Regions from separate parts of the Sus scrofa genome. Here region 1 is linked to region 2. Evidence: chromatin contacts called from public HiChIP or PLAC-seq data. All regions are on one chromosome and are shown on one strand. The core of a region is the stretch at or near the end of the contact, and the rest is flanking DNA. Distances in the headings are between cores, read along the strand shown. Region 1 overlaps RAP1GAP2 (rap1 GTPase-activating protein 2). Region 2 overlaps RAP1GAP2 (rap1 GTPase-activating protein 2).

Evidence for each region. HiChIP or PLAC-seq counts read pairs in DNA pulled down with a chosen protein or histone mark.
Region 1: a contact with region 2 is called in an H3K27ac HiChIP or PLAC-seq map of alveolar macrophages. The contact joins two enhancer-like sites. A contact is called at or near these places in 1 of 47 Hi-C or Micro-C datasets (blood) and 1 of 2 datasets of contacts at active chromatin or transcription factors (alveolar macrophages).

The regions. Positions count from the first base shown.
Region 1 is chr12:48,989,150-48,992,268 of Sscrofa11.1, forward strand. The region is part of intron 15 of RAP1GAP2 (rap1 GTPase-activating protein 2); the gene reads left to right. Among named protein-coding and RNA genes, the nearest start is that of RAP1GAP2, 180 kb to the left of the region's middle. Within about 2 kb of position 1,327, at least 18 of the 83 cell types and tissues checked have an H3K27ac peak or open chromatin away from gene starts, as enhancers often do. A contact at or near this core is called in alveolar macrophages, where this site is marked.
Region 2 is chr12:48,831,664-48,835,159 of Sscrofa11.1, forward strand. All of the region lies in intron 2 of RAP1GAP2 (rap1 GTPase-activating protein 2), which reads left to right. Among named protein-coding and RNA genes, the nearest start is that of RAP1GAP2, 27 kb to the left of the region's middle. Within about 2 kb of position 1,793, at least 5 of the 83 cell types and tissues checked have an H3K27ac peak or open chromatin away from gene starts, as enhancers often do. A contact at or near this core is called in alveolar macrophages, where this site is marked.

The sequences.
Region 1 (3,119 bases), core at 77-2,576, 160 kb after region 2:
AGTTGAAGACGTCTTTTTTTTTTGTCTTTTTGCCATTTCTTGGGCCGCTCCCGCGGCATATGGAGGTTCCCAGGCTAGGGGTCGAATTGGAGCTGTAGCCACTGGCCTATGCCAGAGCCACAGCAATGCAGGATCTGAGCCACATCTGTGAGCTACACCACAGCTCACGGCAACGCCGGATCGTTAACCCACTGAGCAAGGGCAGGGACCGAACCCGCAACCTCATGGTTCCTAGTCAGGTTCGTTAACCACTGCACCACGACGGGAACTCCTGAAGACATCTTGATTTGGATATTTCCTTGAAGGCTTTGGCCGACATGGGCATTCACGTCAAACAGCTGCTTGATTCATTTGTTGGTGGCAGCAGGTGTACTCATTCAGTGCCTGCTGTGTGGGCAGGGGGAAGGGACATAGAAGCAGCTTCAGGGAAGGGACAGGAGAGGCTGTGAGTACAGGTCAGCCCCTCCACCAACTCTTTTCACAGCCGGTGGAGGCAGAAGGTTGTGGAGAAGGATCTGCAGAGTAAAGCTGTGTGATACGAGGGCTGCCAGGCCCTGCCAGGCAGTCATGTACGGCTGTGTGGCTTGTCTGCTGGGCCTCTGCTGGCAGGAGGAGGCCTCTTGTGGCCATTTAGTGTTGCTTTTGGTTTCCTCGTAGAAAATGGAGTTCTGCTAACCGGCTCTCCACTTTCCTAGGGCTTTAGCAGAGGAGGAAAATAGGAAAGAGGAAAATTAAGGATCCCCCAAAGCCCCATCCCACCTCCGGTGCTGAGGCTGGAAGTCTTTACTGAGTCTCCCCAGCCGGAGTCTCTGGTCCAGGGAAAGGCACTGTCCTCAGAGAGGTGGTGAGAAGCACAGCTCCCAGGGAGGAGAGTGGGGCTGTGCCTGGATGTGGGGCCTTGGGCTCCACCTGCCAGGCAAAACCTTGAAGCTGGAAGGTGAGACCTGGGAGTGGGGGCCAGGTGGGGGCACAGAGGGCAGGGAGGGAGATCAGCCTTCAGAGGCTCTGTCAATGCATGCCCTCTACAGCACCCCAGTGATGGGACCTGGTTAGATCCCCCAGGGAGTCCTGGCGACGTGAGACCTTAGCTGACCCCTGCAGGCTTAGCGGCTAAGGCAAAGGAGGGTGAGGTTTCCCTCGGGGCTGAGCAATGACCCAGGAGGCCCCCACTGGGAAGAGTGAACAACAGGAAAGAAGAGGAAGTCGGGGGCGGGAGGCCCGGGGCGGGGATGTGCAGAAAGGAGCCAACTGAGAAGCTCTAGAATCCTGGCTCTGCCTCTGACTGCTGTGTGACCTCGGGCCAGTTCCTTCCCTCTCTGGGCCTCTGTTTCCATCTGTGTGAAATGAGGAAGTTGGAGCAGGCAGCCTCTGAGCTTCCTCTAGCCCTGACACGTGTGGAGGGGAAGGAAGGGGAGTTGAGAAAGAGGGGTGTGTGTGTGGTGGATTAGGAAGTGGTTTGGGGAGCTCTGTAGTATTTCAGGCGTCTTTATTAGGTGCAAGTCAATAGGGAAAGTGAAAGGGCACCGAGGGACCACGGTTACCCCTCACCGGGTACTTGCTCTGTGCTGTGCACCTTGCCAGGCCCTTAAAAGCAGCCTTCTCGAATTCTCACAAGCCTCCGGCCAGGCAGGCCTCCTGTGGGCCCTTTTTATGGGGGAGCAAACTGAGACTGACAGCTTATGCTTCTTAAGGCCCAAGGCCACAGTCTGGAAACAGTGGTGCCAGAGTTCCGTCCAGGTCTAGCTGTGGTCTCATCACCCAGCCGTCGGAGCTGGTAGGAACATGGACCCACAAGCTTGGGTGTGCACGAACCAGCACCCTGGATGAGTGTGCAGACGGGAATTTCGTCCCCGTCCTGCTAGCCTTGAAGGAAATTCCAGCTGAGTCCCCGCAACCCTGTCTGAGCTTACATTGCCCCAGTGCCTTAAGCCCTCCAAGGACGTCGGGGATCTTGCTTGAAGCTGCCCAGGGGCCGGGCTACCCTCTGTGGAGCCACTTTCCCCACAGCTGCTCTGTCGTGTGAGCAATCGAGGGGTCCTCTAAGGCTTCCAGGCGAGGCTTGGACAGACCTGGGGATCTTATCACATCTGGAGTCGTCGGAGGCTTCCCGCATCCCGGGCGCATCCTTATTACTCACACACCCACGCCTCCTTCTGCTTTCCAGTCTCCAAGAGTCTCTTCCCCAGAGTCACCTGCAGTCTCTCTCCTTCTGAGCCCTGCCCCAGCCGCTTCTGGGAGGCCCTGGCTGGATTTAGAAAAGAGGAAGGTGGGGTTGTGTTCAGGCAGCTTCTGCTTTCAGCCCAGCACCCCAGTTCTCCCCAAGAGGAGGAAACCACAAAAGCCGGGGTATTTTTTCAGAAGCGGTCAGGAGCAGGAGCACATGGGGATAGAGAATGGCCATCAGACGAAGGATACTGTCCCCTGCCTTTCTGAATTGGCTGCTTCAGGGGGCTCATGGGGCCTGTCTGCTGGGAGATTTGGGTGCATTTAAGAGCCTATCTGGGAGTTCCCGTCCTGGCTCAGAAACAGATCTGACTAGCATCCATGAGGATGAAAGCTCGATCCCTGGCCTCACTCAGTGGGTTAAGGATCTGGTGTTGCCATGAGCTTTGGTGTAGGTCACAGACGCAATTCAGATCTGGCGTGGCTGTGGCTGTGGTGTAGGCCGGCGGCTATAGCTCCAATTCAACCCCTAGCCTGGGAACCTCCATATGCCATGCGCGCAGTCCTAAAAAGCCAAAAAAAAAAAAAAAAAAAAAAAAAAAAAAAGAGCATATCTGGAGCTACTTACCCAGTCAGCACAGACCACTCTAATGCAAGCCTGAGAAGGAGGGGGCGTCAGGTGGGAAGAGGGCAGAGCCAGGCCTGGCCTCTGGCCTTGTCCCCATCAGCAGCCTCTCAGCAGCCTTCCCCCTTCCACTACCCTGGCCCCAATTTTGGCTCTTTGGGTGGAATTCTTGACGTGTGCCATGGGTGCACAGTGGGTGGCCGAGGGGAACTATTTGGCAGCTGGAATCAGCCAAACACACATCCTTTCCTGACTCTGGGCACTGCAGTGTGGGCCATGCAGACAGCCTTGTGCTTGGGGAGAGAAAGTCATATTGACCAGCCCCCCTCCC
Region 2 (3,496 bases), core at 543-3,042:
GGCATATGGAGGTTCCCAGGCTAGGGGTCTAATCGGAGCTGTTGCCACCAGCCTAGGCCAGAGCCACAGCAATGTGGGATCCGAGCCGCATCTGCAACCTACACCACAGCTCACGGCAACGCCGGATCGTTAACCCACTGAGCAAGGGCAGGGACCGAACCTGCAACCTCATGGTTCCTAGTCAGATTCGTTAACCACTGAGCCACGACGGGAACTCCAAGTTTTTTTTTTTTTTTTTTTTTTAACTCTTCCTATTTGGTGGGTAAAAATTATACCTTATTATTAGTTAAAAATAATTTAAAATCATGGTACATGATGTCGCTTCTTTGGCCCACAACCGTGAATTGCCAGGAGGTCTCTTGGTAGACTGGCGTTGCTGAACAAATCAGAGTAAATTGTGCAATCATTGCATGTTGGGGTCCTGCTCTTGGAACCGTTTTCATAAGCACTTCTCTTGCAATTTTTTGGGTCATCGTCTTGCTTTTCAGCACTTGTGCAATGGGAAATTCAGTCTGGCCCTTGAGACAGTGTGAGGGGGAAGTGATGAGGACTCTGTAAATCAAGATGCGGATGTTAGATGTCATTTTAGCTCCATCCCAAGGTGTGGGTTCCCAACTGAGGTGGGTCCGCTGGTTGTGAATGCCACGGCGCCCTGTTTTCCCGGAGATCCTAGTGTCCTTCTCTGCCCCTGTGCTTTGTCCTCCACGGGTCATAAAGGAAGCAGAGGCCAATCTAGCCTCCCCATTGAGGCAAGGTCAATGGAAGCCTCCAAAGACAGGTGACCCACTCCAGGTGATCCAGTGGTGGAACTGGGAGGAGAGCTGAACCCTATGGGGTGGGTACTGATGCCAGTTCACGCAGTCTGGACTGGGGGAGGACCTAGGCTGAATGATCTAGCGCCCGAGTCTCTCAGCATCTGTTTCCTGAGTTTCCTGTAACTGCCTCCTCCCCACGCCTGGGGAAGGAGCTTGTCTTGTCTTTCAGCTCCCATTGGCGGCTATGAGGACAGAGCTGCCCAAGTTGAGGAAACCACACTGACTGTTCCCTCCCTGCTACCCCCAAGGGTCTGCAGACACGATGGAGGGGTGCTGGCAGGGGCCTGGGCTGCCTCTCCTCCCCTGATCCCAAGCAGCTTTCTCGGCTCCACGTTCCTCTAGAGCCCAAAGAACTGATTGGGTTCCCTGGAGCGCTCTGTCCCAGGTTGGGGCTCTGGCTGGGTCTTACCCCCTCAGCTGGGCCAGAAACACCCACAGGCCTCCACCAGGGAAGTCAGGGCCTTGTGACGGGGTGACCCAAAGTGGGCCCTTCCTCTGTGGAAGGGCGAGGAGCAACCTCAGGAGAGAAGGAGCCCATCTGGCCACGTGTTGGGAGGACTTGGGCAGCTGCTCTTTCCTGCTTTGTCATTGCTCTTTCCTGGCTGCTGAGCTGGGCTTTGCTTTCAGGGCCTTAGTTTCCCTATCTGTAAAATGTGCCTTGAATCAGCTTAGCATTTCGGTAGGTTCCAGAGTCCTGGGGGCAGGTTTGATCTGATGCTACAGATCATTGTGCAGCACGACGACTGGGAACTTGGGCTCCGGAGGTAGAGCGAGCTCTGCCACCATCAGGCTGGATAAATTTCGTCATGTTCCTTAACCTCTCTGTGCCCCCCATGACCCCATCTGTAAAATGGGCCTAACGTTGTGCCGTCTCAGGGGCGGCTGTGAGATGGAAAGGTCAGCGCTGGCCCGTAGTCAGCTCCCAGATCCAGGTCCCCCTGTCCCTGTAATTTGTCCTCATTTCCACCCTGAGTGCCAGCGAGCTGAGTCAGCCCACGTCTGGGAGGAAGCCGGGCTGCTCTTGTTGGGGCAGGGGGCTGGGCCTGGCACACAGAATGCTTCTCTTTTTTTCTCTTGACTCACAGTCCTTCCCAGAGCGCCATGGGCCCTTTGCTGCCCACCACCACCCAGAAGAAGAACCGAGGGGTCAGAGCAAGGGTGACGGGAGGCTGAGCAGGACGGAGGGAGGGGGCGGAATCATTCTAGGTAACAACTACAACAGCTCCAGTAACGATGTGGAGGCCCTGTGCTGTTTTACATTCATCGATAATCTTGCAAAGTTGGTGGCGGCCCCCTCCTATTACGGAGGAGGAAACTGAAGCCTGGAGAGGTTAGGTGAGTTGCTGGAGGTCACACAGCTCTAAAGCTTGGAGCCTGAGCCCTGAGGATAGGAGAGTGGATGTGGCTCTGGAATGGCTCTTACCTCCCTCCAGAGCTTACGGGGTAAAATGAAAAGCCATCTGGGAACTTCCCTTCTTCCTCTCCTGGCCCCTCACTCTGGGGGGCAAGGAGGGCATGGATCTTTCCCCAAGTTCAAGGAAGTCCCAGGATACTGTGAGTTCTGTGCCCCTCCCTGGTGATGCCGCCAGGCCATTGCTGCTCTTTGGCCCGGTGTTTGAATCCCAGGACCCTGTGTCTTTTGTGGCTGCTGTGGAAGTGGCCAGAACCCCAGGTGGGAGAATCCAGCCTGGTCTTGACATGCTCCTCCCTGCCTGGTCCTTGGGCCACCCGTCTGACCTTCAGATGCTGGGGCCTGGGCCTGCGAACCCTTGGCCCAGGGGGCCTCCTACCTAGATGTTTACCTGGGCGTCTCTGCAGACTGTGAGGGCCTGCGTGAGAGCACCTCCCAGCTGTGTCTCCCTAGAATACGCCGAGGATGACTCACGCACACACGGTCCCCGTGTGTACAGATGAGAGCAGAGAAGATGGGAGGTCAGAAGCGCCCAAGCTGGCTGTGACCGAAACCCCCTCTCCTTCCCCACACAGAAGCAGGTCGGAGGTTAGGCTCCAACTATGGGCTTCCGGGGAACTCCCTCTAACTGATACAAAAGTAAGTGCTTTGCAAAAGGAATTTTGTTATTAGGAACCCACGTGATGGCCCGGCCAAGGCCATGAGCTGCGTCTGGCTTACCCTGGCGCTTTCTGCCCCTGAGAAGGTGTCACTTCTGCGAGGGAGCAGGCCCAGTGGTCGAGGGCTGTTTTCACCTTTCCTCTTTCACTCATCAAGCTCTTTATCTTTTTATCTTTTTATTTTTTTTAAGTTTTGTGGCCATGCCTGTGGCGTGTGGAAGTTTCTGGACCAGGGATTGAACCCACACCAAGCAGTGACCCAAGCTGCTGCAGTGCAATGCTGGATCCTTAACCACTAGACCAACAGGGAACTCCCAAGCTCTTTGTCTTAATTGGGACCTTCTCAGTGGAGAGTGAGAGAAATCCAACTTCTGTTGGCTTTAGGAATAAAGGGATTTTTTTTTTTTTTTTGTCTTCTTAGGGCTGCACCCACAGCATATGGAAGTTCCTAGGCTAGAGGTGAATCGGAGCTGTAGCTGCTGGCCTACACCACTGCCTCAGCGACACAGGATCTGAGCCATGTATACGACCTACACCACAGCTCACAGCAACACTGGATCCTTAACCCACTGAGTGAAGCCAGGGATTGAACCTGCATCCTCATGTGCCCT